3 separate regions of the Mus musculus genome follow, and all the other regions are linked to region 2. The links are chromatin contacts, called in public HiChIP or PLAC-seq maps. All regions are on one chromosome and are shown on one strand. Each heading gives the region's core, a stretch centred on a gene start, on an enhancer-like site or on the middle of the called end of the contact. The rest is flanking DNA. Distances are from core to core; before and after follow the strand shown.

The links. HiChIP or PLAC-seq counts read pairs in DNA pulled down with a chosen protein or histone mark.
Region 1: a contact with region 2 is called in a FOXA1 HiChIP or PLAC-seq map of pancreatic cancer cells. The contact joins two enhancer-like sites. A contact is called at or near these places in 1 of 115 datasets of contacts at active chromatin or transcription factors (pancreatic cancer cells) and 1 of 9 other capture datasets (liver).
Region 3: a contact with region 2 is called in a FOXA1 HiChIP or PLAC-seq map of pancreatic cancer cells. The contact joins two enhancer-like sites. A contact is called at or near these places in 1 of 115 datasets of contacts at active chromatin or transcription factors (pancreatic cancer cells) and 1 of 9 other capture datasets (liver).

Annotation. Positions count from the first base shown.
Region 1 is chr3:152,129,545-152,132,586 of GRCm38.p6, forward strand. All of the region lies in intron 2 of Gipc2 (GIPC PDZ domain containing family, member 2), which reads right to left. Among named protein-coding and RNA genes, the nearest start is that of Gm40179, 24 kb to the left of the region's middle. Within about 2 kb of position 1,642, at least 11 of the 459 cell types and tissues checked have an H3K27ac peak or open chromatin away from gene starts, as enhancers often do. A contact at or near this core is called in pancreatic cancer cells, where this site is marked.
Region 2 is chr3:152,511,362-152,514,206 of GRCm38.p6, forward strand. All of the region lies in intron 8 of Ak5 (adenylate kinase 5), which reads right to left. Among named protein-coding and RNA genes, the nearest start is that of 3110067G11Rik, 23 kb to the left of the region's middle. Within about 2 kb of position 1,365, at least 45 of the 459 cell types and tissues checked have an H3K27ac peak or open chromatin away from gene starts, as enhancers often do. A contact at or near this core is called in pancreatic cancer cells, where this site is marked.
Region 3 is chr3:152,154,323-152,157,126 of GRCm38.p6, forward strand. All of the region lies in intron 1 of Gipc2 (GIPC PDZ domain containing family, member 2), which reads right to left. Among named protein-coding and RNA genes, the nearest start is that of Gipc2, 10 kb to the right of the region's middle. Within about 2 kb of position 1,414, at least 43 of the 459 cell types and tissues checked have an H3K27ac peak or open chromatin away from gene starts, as enhancers often do. A contact at or near this core is called in pancreatic cancer cells, where this site is marked.

The DNA.
Region 1 (3,042 bases), core at 392-2,891, 380 kb before region 2:
TTCTGTGTCTGTCTGTCTGTCTGTCTGTGCCTGTGTCTGTCTGTGTGTCTGTGTGCCCGTGTGTCTGCATGTGCGCACACATGTATGGGAGTGCCCTGGCATGCCTGTGGAAGTCAGAGGACAGCGCTCAGCAGCCAGTGCTCCCCTTTCTCCGTGTGTGTCCTGAGGACCTAACTCAGATTGTCAGGCTTTGCAGCAAGCATCTTTACCCACTGTGTCATCTTAACAGCCTGTTTTGTTGGATTTAGGTTTTTAGAGACACAGTCTCTCTAAGTAGCCCAGGCTAGCCTGCAACTTACAATACCCCTGCATCTGGCTCCTAAATAAGGGGAGCCTGTGCCAGTTTATTAAAGTTTATTAAAGCTTAATTCTCTACAGTGTGCCTGTAATGCAGTTTCACTATGAGGTCTAAAATCCATTAGATGGCACCGAGAATTCTGAAGAGAATCAATAGCATACCACTTAAAAATCTAGTTTCTAAACTGTGGCAGAAAATAACAAAGTTAAACAAAAGATTGACATCTAAAGGAGAAAAAAAACTTATAAAATACACTGTTAGATAACCATTTTTAACCCAATAAGGGATTTGAGAATCTGCATTTAATTTTGAATTTTTTTAATCTTAATTGATGTCTTAATTCACCTGAAGCCTATTTTTTTCTCTTGATTAATTACAAAAACAAATTGCAGTGTTCTCATATATATCTTTTGGTGTTTTTTAATATGTGTTATAAATTTATTTAAAATAAGGCAATACATAAGCTTAATCATGTAAAAGACTTAGAAGTGATGCATGACTCTTACCTGTGAATTAAAGGTCAGATTAACAATGAGACGCTATCACCCAAGCTGTGAGATGATAGAAAGGTCACCAGAGAGCGCCCAGGCCAGAAGGAGAAAGGCAGGCACCAGAAGTCGGACAGCAGCAGGAGAGAGAGTCAGAGCACCTGTGGGCCACAGACGTGGAGCAGAAACAGGAAACCAGAAAGGTAAAACCAGGAGAAGAGCACCCAAGGATGCTCTGTGTGTGAGAGCATAACACTGGCTAATTTACGTCTGACCTGAGCCCCGGACTCCTGAGCCAACGGAATAAAAACTGAGGAAGTGGGTGTGTCCATTAGGGTTCTGTAGTTATGATGAAACACCATCACCAGGGCTGGGAATGGCGGGGCATGTCTTTAATCTCAATGTTTTGGAGGCAGAGGCAGGAAGATCTCTGTGAGTTTGAGGCAACCTAGTCTGCATAATTAGTTCAGGACAGACAGGATTATATAAAGAAACTCTCTCTCTCTCTCTCTCTCTCTCTCTCTCTCTCACACACACACACACACACACACACACACACACACACACAGACACCAAAACAGAAAACAAAGAACAGCAATTAGAAAGAAAGGGTTTATTTGGCTTAGATTTCCTAGGTCCCTTTGAGGGAAGCCAAGGTAGGAACTTAAGGCAAGAACCAGGAGTCAGGAAGTGACACAGAGACCATGGACGGATGCTGCTTCCTGGATTGCTCCTCCCGGCTTTCTCAGCCTGCTCCCTTAGAAAACCTAAGGCCCTCTGCTCAGGAATGGCAGTGCACTCAGCGAGCTAGCACTCCTTCATCAATCATTAATCAAGAATATGCCCCAAAGGCCTGCCTATGGCAGTAGCTCTCAACCTATGAATCCCAGACCTTTGGAGCTGAATGGCCCTTTCACAGGGGTCACCTAAGACCATTGGAAAGCACAGATATTTACATTATGATTCATAACAATAGCAACACTACAGTTTCGAAGCAGCAATAAAATAATTTTAGGTTTGGGAGTCACCACAACAGGAGTAACTGGACTAAAGGCCACTGGTCTATAGGCATCTGATGGAGGCACTTTCTCAGCATAGGTTCCTCTTCCCAGATAACTCTAGCTTGTATAAAGCTGACGAAAGAAAGAGAGAAGGAAGGAAGGAAGGAAGGAAGGAAGGAAGGAAGGAAGGAAGGAAAGAAAGAAGAAAAGAGAAGAGAAGGGAAGGGAAGGGAAGGGAAGGGAAGGGAAGGGAAGGGAAGGGAAGGGAAGGAAAGGAAAGGAAAGGAAAGGAAAGGAAAGGAAAGGAAAGGAAAGGAAAGGAAAGGAAAGGAAAGGAAAGGAAAGGAAAGGAAAGGAAAGAACAAGTAAGAATGAGCAATATCTCGGTCAGCGCAAGTGTTGGCTATGTCTGCAAGCATGGGTATATAAAGTCCAGGAGTGGTGTGTGTGTGTGTCTAATCCCAGCTTGGAGAGGCTGAAGCAAGAGGACTCCTGGAACTTGCCCAGATCCCAGTGAGAGATCCTGTCTCTGAAAAGACAGTAGATAGCTCCTGAGGGACACCACCTGACATTGACCTATGGCCTCCACATACACCTATACACTTGGGAACCCTTTTTTATTTAAATGAGATGTTAATGAATATAAACTTCTGAAATACAATGTGTTTTAACAATCACACAGTATCTGAACAGAGTTTAATAATACTGCTCAGGGTATTATCTGGTCCAAAGAATCAAGAAAAATGAAAGACATGCATTATTTACTAGTATATATAGAATTATACTATTCTATATTCACTAAAGAATCTAAAGAACTTTTTCCTCTCGTCTTGGCCCTTCCAAAGTGGTCCCCTGAGTAATTTTCAGCACTTGGATAATTTCCCTGCTCCAGAGAGTATATCCTGTCTTTCAATATAAGAACACATCAGAAACAACAATATGAACTAACCAGTACCCCCCAGAGCTCGTGTCTCTAGCTGCATATGTATCAGAAGATGGCCTAGTCAGTCATCATTGGAAAGAGGCCCATTGGTCTTGCAAACTTTATATGCCCCAGTACAGGGGAACGCCAGGGCCAAGAAGTGGGAGGGGGGGGAGGGGAATGGGGGGTAGGATAGAGGGGACTTTTGGGATAGCATTGGAAATATAAATGAAGAAAATACCTAATTTTTTTAAAAAAAGGACACATCAGAAAGTAACAGATTAGGGACTGAAGAGATGGCTCCGACGTTAAAAGCATTGGCTGCTCTTGCAG
Region 2 (2,845 bases), core at 115-2,614:
AGTATGTGTATTGTGTGTCTGTGTATAGTGTGTGTATAGTGTGAGTTTATGTGGTGTGTGTGTGTATAGTATGAGTCTATGTGGTATATGTGTGTGTGCATATGTACTATGTGTTTGTACATGTGTGGTGTGTCTAGTGGTCAAAACCAGAGCCTTGAACACACTTGGCAAGTATTCTATCACTAAGCTTCAAACCCAACTCTTGTGTTTTGGACATCGGATCTTCCTATATAGCTAAGGTCGGCTGAGAACCCATTTCACAGCCCAGGCTGGCTTCACACCCATGAGTTTCCTGCCTTGCCTCCTGAATAGTGGAATTAGAGTCATGTGTTACCATGTCTGGCTTTATAAAGTTTTGGCATCTGTTTTGCTGTTCTATAGTACCAAACTCTGCATGGCACCACAGAGGCAGCCACGGTCTCACGTTCTTATCCCCTCCCACTGAGCCTCACACTGGAGCCATGGTGAACACTGTCCTTACTCTTGACCAACTGTCAATTCTGTGATTCAATGCTCAGTCAACAGAATGAAGCTGGGGAGAGGTTGCACTAGCTCCCAGACAGTAGTCAGCAGCCTCATGTGCTCTGTTTCCTCCGTCCTTCTCCCACCAGTGCTGCAGGGCAGACTGAGCTTGCCTGCATGGGCTTCAGAGGACATGTGGAGGGAAGTCTGAGTCACGGTGCTGCACCATCCCAGACAGGCTGGTCCCTGCCTCGCTAGCTGCTGGCCACCCGTACCAGATAGGTACAAGTAGATACCAGATAGGTATCATACCAGATAGGTACAAGTAGATACCAGATAGGAACAAGTAGAGAAACAGACTTGCCTGTTTACTCCAATGTCCATATTCACGTGTTTACCTGGGGTTCATGTAAGAAAATGGCTTATGCTATTGAAGGGGTTGGAGAGGCAAGCCTGACACTCACAGTTGTGAGTCTAGAGATGGAGGTGGCACCGGACATGGTCCATAGGACTTCATCTTTTTGGGGTAACCTTCAATGGATTGGATAAGGCCTCCAGGTTCTAGAGAGTAATTCTTGGTAATGGTAGTCAACTGACTGTTGATGTCAATGATATCTGCGAACCCCTATTCTCAGCCAAAGGAGACTCTCCAGTGGCACGGCCTGGACGTTGTACAGAGAACTCCAAGGGTGCAGCTGCTGAGTCTCCACACTCTTTTAAGGAACCCCTCAACTTTCTTGGTTCATGAAACTAGACTTGTCTGGGATGGTTTCTTTGGTCTGTGGTGAGTGCTCCATTTGGACTTGTTCACATTTTCCTCCAGGAAATCACTCAGTAGTGTCGTGGCTTCTTTGCAAGACTGACACGTGAGTCAGACCACAACACACTGTAAATGGGGAAGCCAGCCAAGAACAACCAACCCTGTAGATTCCAGAGGACCTGCTCAGCCAAGCTAGTGTCCAAACCTCATATGGAGAAATCACCAGAAGATGCTGGCTTAAGTCCCAAAGTTCTAGGCAGTGTTACAGCAATAGTTAACAGAATCCCAGCTTCCATTTTTGAAATGATATTTGAAAATCCCTCAGCCCAAGGACAAGTTGCCCTTTATTTTTCCACTCTGCTATCTATCTTTCTGTCTATCTGTCTGTCTGTCTATCTATCTATCTATCTATCTATCTATCTATCTATCTATTCATCCATCCATCCAATATATATATATATATATTGGGTAGCACAGGACAACACAGAAGTCATCTCGCAGCATGCTTTGCAGTGTGACCACCCCTAGTTGTGTACTCCTGGCCGTGAGCTGGGCTGGGAAGCCAGCTTTTAGAGGACCTCTTTCTCTTAAGATGGCAGCACGAAACTCCTCAGGCAGTAAAGAAAAACATTCACTGTCTTTTGAAAAGCCTTTGGGTTAAGTGTGTTTTGGGACTATTTAAAAGGCTCAATCACATCACCAGGAGCAGTGCACACTCAACTAAAACACCCACAGGTGCAAAACCAAGAAGCCACATGCTCCTTCCCATGTCTACAAGTCTCCCACAGGCAGCACTTAGACAACAAAGACACACCATGGAGGGGAGAGAGGAAAATGTTCAGAGAAGACAGAGCCTGTGCGGACTGAAGCTTCAGAAGTGAGGACGCTGCCAGTGAAAAGCAGGGTCACTAAGGAAGAGAGAAGACTTCCCTTTTCCAGACTAGAGACCAAGGCCTGCCCTTTAGGCATGGCTGCCCCCATACAGCGCCACAGCTGTGTACTGCACAGACATTCTGGGCCAAGGGGCTGTGTGGGCGTTGACTGCAGAAACCAATGTATGTGTCTCTAGTTGATGTAAAGATTAATGTGTCGATGCTTCTAATTTTAAATATTCAGAATATAACAGGAAGAAAATAAAAGAACAAGGATAAATGAAGGTTTGTAGGTTTTGCAAGCACACACACCCGTGGTCCCTGTCCGATCTGCAGTTGCTGACACCCGTGGTCCCTGTCTGTTCTGCAGAACTCATCTATCCTACGCAGTCTGCATGCTCACTTCATTTTCCAGCTGAGGACTTGCTGGCTAGCATGGCTCAGATTGGTTCTCTAAGCCTTCCCTCATTTGTGAAGACAAGGTCTCATTGTACAGCCTACGCTAGCCTTGAACTCTTGATCCTTCCGCCTCTATCTGCCTCCTGAGTGTTGGAACTGTAATTATACAAGCGTGTGCCACCATGCCCAGCCCCTAAGCCCTTGCTGATCCAGCTCAACACTTTAGCCGCTTCTCTGTACACATTCCCGAGTGGCAGCTGCTCCCTGCCTTCTGTGTTGATGGCTCACCGGAGAGCCAGCACTCCTTTCTCAGTGAAGAGAGGGATACTGTGAGGAGGGATGGGAGAGAGTA
Region 3 (2,804 bases), core at 164-2,663, 360 kb before region 2:
AGGTGGAGCCAAGGTGATGAGAAATTCAAGAGCCATCTTAATCTACATATAGCCAACTCAACACACAGGAGACCCTAACTGAAAGATCTGAAGTGTAAACAGAGGATTCTCAAAAGATGTGATGAGCGTAGCAGCCACAGAGGAAGACTCGGGAGACAGCAGGAAGATGAGAAACCTCTTGGCTGGAAGAGTAGGTTTAGAAGTAACTAGGAACCTTGAAGATTGAAAAAAAATCATGGAACTGGAAGAGTAGAACGGAAGATAGGTGGAGTGTGCGTAGCACACACACATCAACAACCCAGCACTGACAACCATCAGTGAAGCACATCCAGAGGCCACCAGGACTTATGCCCCAAAGTCCTCTGTATAATAAATGAGGACACTGCTGAGACTGCATTCCCAGGGGAGGGCTGGGGTCTTGGTGACTTGCTAAAAGGATGGGCGTGGAGGTCTGGAGAGACAGCTCAGACAGTAAAGCACTTGCCATGCAAGCATGCAGAACCGACTTCATTCCTGTGAGCCCATATGGAGGAGGGTTACAGGAGAGATGGCTCAGAGGTCAAGGACACTTGCTGCTCTTGAAGAGGACTCTGATTTCTAGACCCTGCTTTAGGCAGCTCACAACCACAGGATAAGGGGAGGAGAATCTGACCAAAATACACAACGTGCATAAGCATTGTCAAAGAGTAAATAAAAAACTTAAATTAGAAGCAGATGGAAATGAAGGAGGGGAGAGAGAGAGAGAGAGAGAGAGAGAGAGAGAGAGAGAGAGAGAGGAAAGAAGGAAGGAAGGAAGGAAGGAAGGGAGGGAGGGAGGGAGGGAGGGAGGAAGGAAGGAAGGAAGGAAGGAAGGAAGGAAGGAAGGAAGGAAGGAAGGACTTAGGTTTAGTGAATAGTGATCTGGGGCAAGACCATCAAAGCACAGGTTTGCCCTGTGCTTGTTCAGGAAATAGGGCCAATCCTACAACCATACACCTAAGAAAAGCTGTTGATATTCTACAACCTTTACCTGACTGACATCTCCACTCTGTTTCTGCACAAGAGCAGGCTGCCAAGGTTACCTCAAGTACCAGCCTACCTCCTAGGCATCAGCCCTGCTTCTCCCTCACACTCTGCTGGGCTTACTTCGTTGTCCTCAGAAATCAATAGTAGCACTGACTCCAAATTCCCAATCCCCCACCCTTGTGGCATTCTGTGGCTGGGTGTGGGAGCTCCACACAGGTCTGTAAATCCCATCCCCGTCTTCCTGGAGCTCACGTGTGTGAGCCAGGTTGACAGTGGATCCGCCTGTCCGTTATCTGTGTCTCTGGGAAATGCGAAAGACTGAAGAACATTTTATGTTCCCCAGAACTGCGGCAGAAGCACACGGTACTGATTCCCACAGGAGCTTGGCACCGGTGCCAAGGAGTCGGGAAGGGAAGATGCTTCTGAGAAGCCTCATAAGGCAGCTCATGCTGTGACTCACTAGGAAGTGGCTTTGTTTGCAAACAGCTGCAAATGTCACCATTTGTAAGACGGGTATGCTAATTAGCTTGACTGCAGTAATTGTATATATTAAATACAATATATCAAATTATATAAATATATATTAAATGCTGTTTCACACCTTAAACACAGACAAAATGTTTTTTATGTTAAAGGGAACTGTGCCAGCATGAAAACTTGAATTTGAATCCCCATTCGGACTTTGCTATGTATGCTTGTAAGACTACTACTAGGGAGTGGAGGCAAGCAGACCCTGGAAGCGAGATCCTGGTAGCCAGTTGGCCTAGCCAAAAAGGCAAGCTTCCAGCCTAGTGAGAGACTGTGTCTCAAGACAAGAGCTAGAAAGCAATAAAACACCCAACATCTGCCTCCACCCCTGCACTTACACAGAAAGGTATGTGTGCACCTGCAAGCTTATATGCTACACACACACACACACACACACACACATGCTTGCACACACGAAACTGAGTTGGATTGAAAATAAAGAGAAAATGTTAAAGACATGATGTTCCTCATTTTCCTGACTGAGAGCAGTCACTCCTCCATACAATATAAAAAGTTAATATCTCCATTAAGTTAAAGTTAATATAAAAAGTTAATATCTATATTAATCTAAAGATTTAATGCCAATGATGCAGAATTATAAATACTAAATTTGTGAGGATTCTTTTCCTTTTGTTCAGCAAATACACTTTAATAAAAAACATAAAACCACAGATACAGGGACAGAGCAGGGGATATAGTTCAGTTGGCAGTGTGCTTGCCCTCCCCAGTCCCCAGCGTAACATAAACTGTAACCACAACCATCACAAAACTGAGGAAAAAGGATTCCTGTGTGTGAGGAGAGCTTAGGCTGCACAGCACCTGACTCAAAACACACGGGAAGCAAATCAGAGTTCCCAAGGATGTCCCAGGTCACACAGCTTTTAGGCCCTCAGACTTGCACCAGTAAACAAACAAGACTCAAGTTGTAGCCCTTGGGGAGGTTTTTCTCTATGGGGTGGGGGGGGGGGGGCGCAGGACAGGCAGTAACGTCATGCAGTTAGGACAGTAGAAGGCAGCGGAGGAAAGTTAAGCAAGAGAGTGTTTAGGGTGCTGAACATTCTGAGGGGATGATCAGGTCAGCCTTGCCAAGAGGACATTTGCCAGAAGAAGCCCGTCCAAGACAACAGCCAGGGACCTCCTTCCTGCACACAAGAAACAGCCATAGAGCCAGCCTGGCTGGGGCAGAAAGAACGATGACCACATGAGATGAGAAGCCATGGAGGGTTTGGAGCACAGGATGAGACGCTGACTAATTCCCAGTAGAGATAGCA